Linked DNA regions of Triticum aestivum: region 2 is linked to region 1. Evidence: chromatin contacts called from public Hi-C data. All regions are on one chromosome and are shown on one strand. The core of a region is the stretch at or near the end of the contact, and the rest is flanking DNA. Distances in the headings are between cores, read along the strand shown.

Region 1 (3,778 bases), core at 530-3,029:
GAACAAATATCCGATTTTTTTTCTTTTCTTGTAATTTAAATCCTAGACTATATGCCAAAAAGCATAATGATAGCAACAGATCATATCGGATCCTTGGCGCAATGGTAGCGCGTCTGACTCCAGATCAGAAGGTTGCGTGTTCGATTCACGTAGGGTTCAATCCCGAACAAAATATCCGATCCTTTTTATTTTTATTTTGGTCCAACAAATGAGTGCGATGTACGGCAATAGCCAAAGATCAGGTTTGGCTAAGCGTTTTTTCTGGTCCAAGAAATGAGTGCGACGTAGGTGCTGGGTAATAGCCAAAGACCAGGTTTGGCTAAGCGGAATGCCACTCATGACTCTATTTATATTTGTACTTTGAAAAGGACTCATATTTATTATAAAGTCTCATGAGAACTACTCCCTCCGTTCCCAAATATAAGTTTTTCTAGAGATTCTACTAAATGACTACATACGGAGCAAAATGAGTGAATCTACACTAAAATATATCTACATACATCCGTACGTTGTATTCCATTTAAAATGTCTAAAAAGACTTATATTTAGGAACGGAGGGAGTACAATGTATCACAAACAGAAAATAATATTAAGGTTCATAAATCAACGAAAGATCATTGTTGTTGTCAGAACGAGTCGTCGACGCGTCGTTGTCATCGTTCTTATACTAAAGCCGGCATGACCTTATTGATTACAACCAAAAATCTTTGTGCACGCGTCCCAGAGGACCACCCACATAGCCATGAATAGTCATATTTAGTTAAAAACGTGCGCAACACTTTTTATTTTGTTTCAAGGCAGACATAGAAGAAGTGCATCACAAATCTCCATAAAATGCGTATCCATGGATGGTGTAATTGATATGGTCGTCCATCCACAGATTGGGCAAAGGTTTTCGTCTGCATAGCATCACTCTTTATAGCCTGAATGCTTGACGATGCTAGCTATTAGAAAAAAACTTCTACCAATGAGAAAGAAAAAAAAATGCTTTTATTACCTTTTTTGGGAAACTATCATCTTATTCTTCAATCATGACAGTAGTACAATGAACATCATAAAAAATGAAAATTACACCCATAGTCAAAGACCACCTAGCGACGACTGCAAACACTGAAGTGAGTCGAAGGCGCGCCGCCGTCATCGCCCCTCCCTTGTCAGAGCCGGGCACAACTTGTTGTAGCAGATAGTCGGAAAGTTGTCGTGCTAAGTCCTCATAGAACCAACGCACCAGAACAGCAACCGTCGCCGATGAGAAGAAGCTCAGATCGAAAAGATCCAACCTGAAGACACATGAACAAAGACTGGATCCGAGCCGATCCATCAAAGACAACCATCGACTAAATCCACGAAATCCGTCGGAGACACACATTCACAAGGCCTCCGACGATGCTAAACACCATAATATAAATGTGTTTTCTTTTACATATTTCCGCCGTCCCTAAAAAAGTTTGTGTTAGGTTTGTGTAGATACGAACGTGGTATCTAGAGCTTTTTGCATAGAGTTGACGCTTACGCTTAAAATCAACCCCCCCCCCCCCCCCCCCCCCCCCCCCCCCAAACCAAAATCAGACCCCGTTCTAGCACGACCGCAACACAGAGAGTATCCGGTGTGTGTCCGTGGGCCGCCACGCCACGTCCACGGTCAAAGCCCCCAGCAGTCTACAGACTGCTGCGTCGACCGAACCACGTGGTCAGAAGCGTCCGCCCGGGCAGCCTTTTTCCGCTTTTCTTTCCTTCCCCGCTCCGCCTCGGCTCGTCAGTTTCCGGTGTTCCCGCTTCCTACACACACGCGCACAGCCCCCCCCCCCCCGGGTCTCCTCTCCTCTCCACCGCCGCTGCCCCATTTCCATTTCCGTTCCCGTCTCCCCCTCATCTCGCCCCAGTCAAAATCCACCTCCTCTCGCTCGCCACGCCACCGCTAAACCCTCGCTCACGCCGCCCGCTTCCTCCATCCCCCCTCCCTCCTCGCCTCGCCCGGCCGCTCAATCTCCTCCGTCCTCGCTTGGTTTCGGCAGCAATTAATACCCGTCGCCGTCTCCGTCGGCCCGAGATCTCCAGGGTTCAGGTCCGAATCTGCTTCCCCCGGTTTTTTCGCTGCCGTGTCCTGATATTTTGTTCGCCGTGTGGTTCGAATCGGTGATGCATCTAGCGAGGGATGCTCCCCGGCCGGTTCCCTGCTCGCGCCCGCCGCGGTTCAGCGGGAGGTTTCTCTAGGGTTTATCGCACCGCGATGTCGGGGGCTGGGAGTGGGATCTCGCGGTGCTTCATCCGCGAGCTGGGGCCGGTTGGTTATTTTGGTTCAGTGCGTTCATCCGGTTTCTGGGCGGTGAGGTGAGGTGCGGGTTTATTGTCGGGAATGCAAACACCGCGGCCGTGCGTTTCTGCGTGCGATTAATCCGGGGGTTTGTCTCGCGTGAGATCTCAACCTGCAAATGCGTTTGAGCGCGCACATGCCTAGCACCGTGCATATGGCTAGCGGTTTGGTGATTGCGCGGATTAGTACTGGCTAATGACAGCTTTGCCATGCCAGATTGGTAACGTTGATGTACTGGTGTTTGGCCCCGTGGTTTATTGGATACAACGTGTCTGCATTTGGGGGGTTAATCAGTCAGGTACTATTTGCCCAGGCTTCATGGTTCGTCGTCCTGCGAGCAGAGCATTTGTGGTCGCTGCGTCTGATTGCCGATCGCGTGCATATCTTGCAGTTCATCACGCACAACAAAGGCTTTTCACCGTGCACTCTTCTATTCCGTATCCATTTCTTGAGATAGCGGGTGACAAATCTGTATCAATACATATTTACCCTATCTAGTTTGTATATACCATTAAAAGTCTAATATAAAAGCATTCATATGAGTTGCTGATTGGTACTAACCATTTTTTAGAAAAGGATTGGTACTAACCATACCATGCGATTTTTTTTGGAGCTAAATGAATAAAGAAATGCCCTCTATGCAAATTTAACCTGCATAACAGTTCATTCCATTCTGACACATGTGTTGTGTTTTGTCATATGGTAGAGATCACTGTGCCACATGTCCTTGATATTCTCCTTTATTTGACTTGTTAACTGAAGAATATCCAGCAGAATTTTATTTCCATCCACTCCATGCCATTTTTAGTTTACAAGTTTACAGTTTCTTGCATGCACAAGCTTCTTACTTAAGGCTATTTTTGCAGATTGGTAAGCTTTCCTCGCGACATGGAGGACGGGGACAAGGATGTGATAAAAACTTCTGTCAGTGAAGAGTCCCCTAATCCTGGAGAAAAGGATGTGATAAAAACTTCTGTCAGTGAAGACTCCCCTAATCCTGGAGAAATGGATGTGATAAAAACTTCTGTCAGTGAAGAGTCCCCTAATCCTGGAGAAAAGGGTGAAGATGAAGGGGATTTGTCGAGGAAAACAGAAATGTTGGGCGTAAAAGAAACAGTAAATTCAATGAGTGAGAATTCAAGCGATGAGGTAAAAGGGCAGATCCATGGGGGAGATAACCCAGAAAAGGATCTCAATGAGCAGATGGATAAAAGCAGAAGCCCTGATGCCATGAAACCTATAGATTCAGACCAGACTGTTAAAGAGATTCTTGAAGAAGAAAAATCTGAAGAGCCAGTTTTTGATGGAACTGAGATTCCTGAAATGGAACAATTGAGGCGTTCTTCTGATCAATCTGTGGAGCTTGCTTCAAAAGCTCAGCAAGGGTCTGTGATCAATGAAAGAGCTGCTGCAATCGGGAATTTTGTTAAGGAAAAGGGAGCCATTGCAGTGTCAACATTTATA
Region 2 (3,409 bases), core at 333-2,832, 450 kb before region 1:
TTGTTTGTGGATATGGATTATTTGTAGGTATGAAATGGATTATATTGTGTTGTTTGAAATGGAGTACTCCATATGTGTTGTTTGAAATGGAGTGTGCAAGCTTCTGAAATTATATGCAAGTTTCTTAACTTTATGGAAATTTCCAAATTTTATGTGGAAGTTTCTGTTTTTTTTAAGTTTTCCGAATTATATGGAAGTTTCTGAATTTATTGAAGTTTTCTGAATGGAGAAGAGTGGAGAGGAGAGGACAAGAGTGGAGAGGAGAGTGGAGAGGAAAGGAGAGGACAGGAGCATGCTCTACAACTACTCCATGAGCAACACTAGATTAGCTGCTTAGTCTATTTTCAATTAACAGTAAGCAAGCAACTCCAGCAAGCAATATTCTACTCCAAGTACCAAATGAAAAATTTCTACACAATCATGCTCACTAAATATTCTTCTCTAGCAAGCAATATTCTAGTTTTGCGTACTCTATTTTCAATTAACAGTAATCAAGCAAATAAACAGTGAACCATCAATAGATTCATTCCGAAACTTTCATGAGTACTCCTTGTTGGAAAGCTTGCTGGTGAATTAACAGTAAATAGTGAACCACCAGTAGGAGTAACTAGTGAAGCTTGCTGGAGTATTTTGAATCTCTGGTGAATACTCTTGCAAAAATTGACTCAGGAGCAAAGACTAAACACAAAATATGAAGTGACATCATCAGTAGTGCTCTGGTTGCTCTGTATACATCTACTACTCCCTCCATGTTCCTAATTTTTGTTCAGAACATCATTTAATTTCTGTAAATAATCATCACTCTACAGTGCATGAAGATCCTATCCCAAGTCTGTCTTAACAAAAAAGTGCAGAATTGAAATAATCATCAGAGCACACAATCTGAAGCAGAGAACACAAGCAGAGCATGAACAAGTTTTTCTTAGCATCTCTGAAGCAAAGCACACAATCAGAGCACACAAGGGGACGAAGATGAAGTCTGACCTGATCTGCAGATGAAGATGAAGTTGAAGTCGCCCGGCAGCTTGAACTCCCCCTCGCCCGCCAGAGCAGCAACCGCATCTGCAGGACCTCCACGTCGTGCAGACCTGGCAGCAGCAGCCGCATCTCCAGTACCGGTGCTCCTCCTTGCAGGTCGAGGAAGACGAGGAGCGCTAGCGTTTGTCGCCGCCGTCGTCGAGCCGGAGAACGCTGCCACCGTCGTCGAGCAGGACAAGGCTGTCTGCCCCGCACTACTGCTGCTCTTCCTGGACTTCAGTAAAAAAGCCAGCTTTGGCTTGAGCAGGAGAAGGTGGCGCATGCGAAGCCGGCGAGAGGGAGAGGCGGCGCGGGCGAAAGGGAGAAGCGGCGACGTAGACGCAGGCAAGCCGCGTGGGTGAGAGGGAGAACGGCACGGGCCAGAGGGAGAGCGGCGTGGGCGAGAGGGAGAGCGGCGCGGGCCAGAGGAAGAGCGGCGCGGGCGAGCTAGGGATTTCAGAGTGAGTGAGGAGAGGAGGGGAATCGCGAGTGAGTGAGGCGAGGGAGGGGCAAAATGGGAAACGACAAGATTTTCGTAGCGTTACGAAATTTGAACTACAATTCCTAAATCCTCTTATAAAAGTTTACGGAGGGAGTACGTAACAGACTTGAAGGCGACATGCGGCTCGGCTTTTTCGGGCGTGGTCGACGGTGCAGCCAAGTGTCGTGCCGCTGCGTCCTTTTATGGAGACTTCTTCCTGGCTTGGCTTCTCACCCATTTTCGTCAGCAAGTCTCCTGCGGATGAGAGTAAGGTGATGACCCTATTCTTGCCCTCCTCCTCCTCCACCACCGTTACTATCAGGCCTTCTTGTTTATTGATCTACTATTACTTCCTTTTCTACCTAAATCAGTTGCAATTAACAAACGTCTTCTCTCTGCTCTCCAGAGCAAGATAAGGTAGACAAAAATTCAACCAGAGTCGTGGTCAGGGAGCTGCGTGCCGTGCAGAGATGCCGACCATCATCGTCAAGGTAGACCTCGACTGCGGCCGCTGCCACGCCAAGATCAGGAAGGTGCTCGAGAGGATCAGGGGTACGTATTTCCTCGCGAGCTGTTCATGTCTCTCTTAGCTGCAACGAGGCTGAGGAAAAAATCTTTGGTTGCAGAGAAGGGTGAGTTCATCATCGACGACATCAAGTACGACGAGAAGAAGAACCACGTGATCGTGTCGGGCCCCTTCGACGCCGACAAGCTGGGCGACAAGCTCTGCTGCAAGGCGTGCAACATCATCAAGGAGATCGAGACCGTCGAGCCGATCAAGAAACAGGATCCCAAGCCTCCGCCGCCGACGGACAAGGTGAAGCCCCCGGGCCCGGGTAAGGATGAGACGGTCAAGGTGAAGCAACAGCCGCCGCCGCCGCCCCCTCCGGCGCCCAAGGTTGTGGAGGTGCCGGTGCCGTACCCGTGCCCCTACCCCTACCCGTTCCCGGCGGGGCCGTCCGGCTGCTGCTGCCACCAGGGACACGGCGGCTGCCAGTGCTCGGCGCCGGCGCCCCAGTACACCATGCCGCCGTCGTATCCATGCGGCGGCTACATGATGGTCTGCGAGGAGGACCCGTCCGGCGCCTGCACCGTCATGTGACTCGTTACGCTCTAATTCCTCGTGTATAAGCACTGTAACGATGCGCATGTACGACCGATCCCAGCGAAAATTATGCAATAAAAAATCCGCATTCGTGTAAGTGAAACTGTGAAACCAACGAGGAGGAAGACGTCAGTGGCAGCAGAGCACTCCCGCTTTGTTTATGTTGCATTCCCGTTACACTTCGTGATCTTCACCAACCCCATTTTCTTTGTTCGGGTGTTCTCATTTTTCACTTTTGCTAAACCTCATGCGTTCGAAAAAGGGTGTGTTTAGGATGGACTCAATCAAATATCAAAAGAAAAAGAAAAAAAAACAGCCGCACGAATCTTCGCGTAAGATCAATGACACAAAACTTGGATGTACAATATTTATGGCATATTCAGATATACTTTAGCAAAACTGTTTGAGAAAAAATCGTCGCGTTAGTCCATTTCAGCGCAGCCCAGAGCACGCCCCCGGGAGGCCGCGAGCTCCACGGCGAGTGCGAGCCGTGAACAAGCAGGGAGCGAGCCCAAGGGATGATTGTTCAGGTTTAGATGGATGGCCAGAGCGGCGGCGGCACAATGATGGGCAGCACGGGCGCGCGGCTAGCGTGGTAGTTCACCAACTACAAAAGACAGGGGCGGGCAGCTAGGCCGGCGTCGGTTGGCAGCACGGTGCAGGAATAAGAAGAACGCGCGTGCAAAAGGATGGTGGTTGGATGAAGATCCGACGCTTTGACCAGATGGGAATTGTGGTGAGCGTTCTCATTCTTGATGGTCCAAGATACAAAGGTGTAACGATTTGGAAAGAAAAATCTGAGTGAC

The links. Hi-C and Micro-C count contacts between places; a contact is called where the count stands out from the background.
Region 2: a Hi-C map of leaf shows a contact between it and region 1, with 4 times the contacts expected there. The contact joins the promoter of LOC123165390 here to the promoter of LOC123169262 in region 1. A contact is called at or near these places in 2 of 5 Hi-C or Micro-C datasets (both in leaf).

The regions. Positions count from the first base shown.
Region 1 is chr7D:139,512,903-139,516,680 of IWGSC CS RefSeq v2.1, reverse strand. LOC123169262 reads left to right here and starts at 1,779. Exons shown (of 7, transcript XM_044587093.1): 1 at 1,779-2,065; 2 at 3,181-3,778. The coding sequence starts at 3,203. TRNAW-CCA (transfer RNA tryptophan (anticodon CCA)) reads left to right here and starts at 88; the gene lies at 88-159.
Region 2 is chr7D:139,961,543-139,964,951 of IWGSC CS RefSeq v2.1, reverse strand. LOC123165390 reads right to left here and starts at 1,582. Exons shown (of 3, transcript XR_006482956.1): 1 at 985-1,582. LOC123165389 (protein PYRICULARIA ORYZAE RESISTANCE 21) reads left to right here and starts at 1,685. Exons shown (of 3, transcript XM_044583024.1): 1 at 1,685-1,770; 2 at 1,905-2,050; 3 at 2,125-2,700. The coding sequence starts at 1,969. The coding sequence ends at 2,600.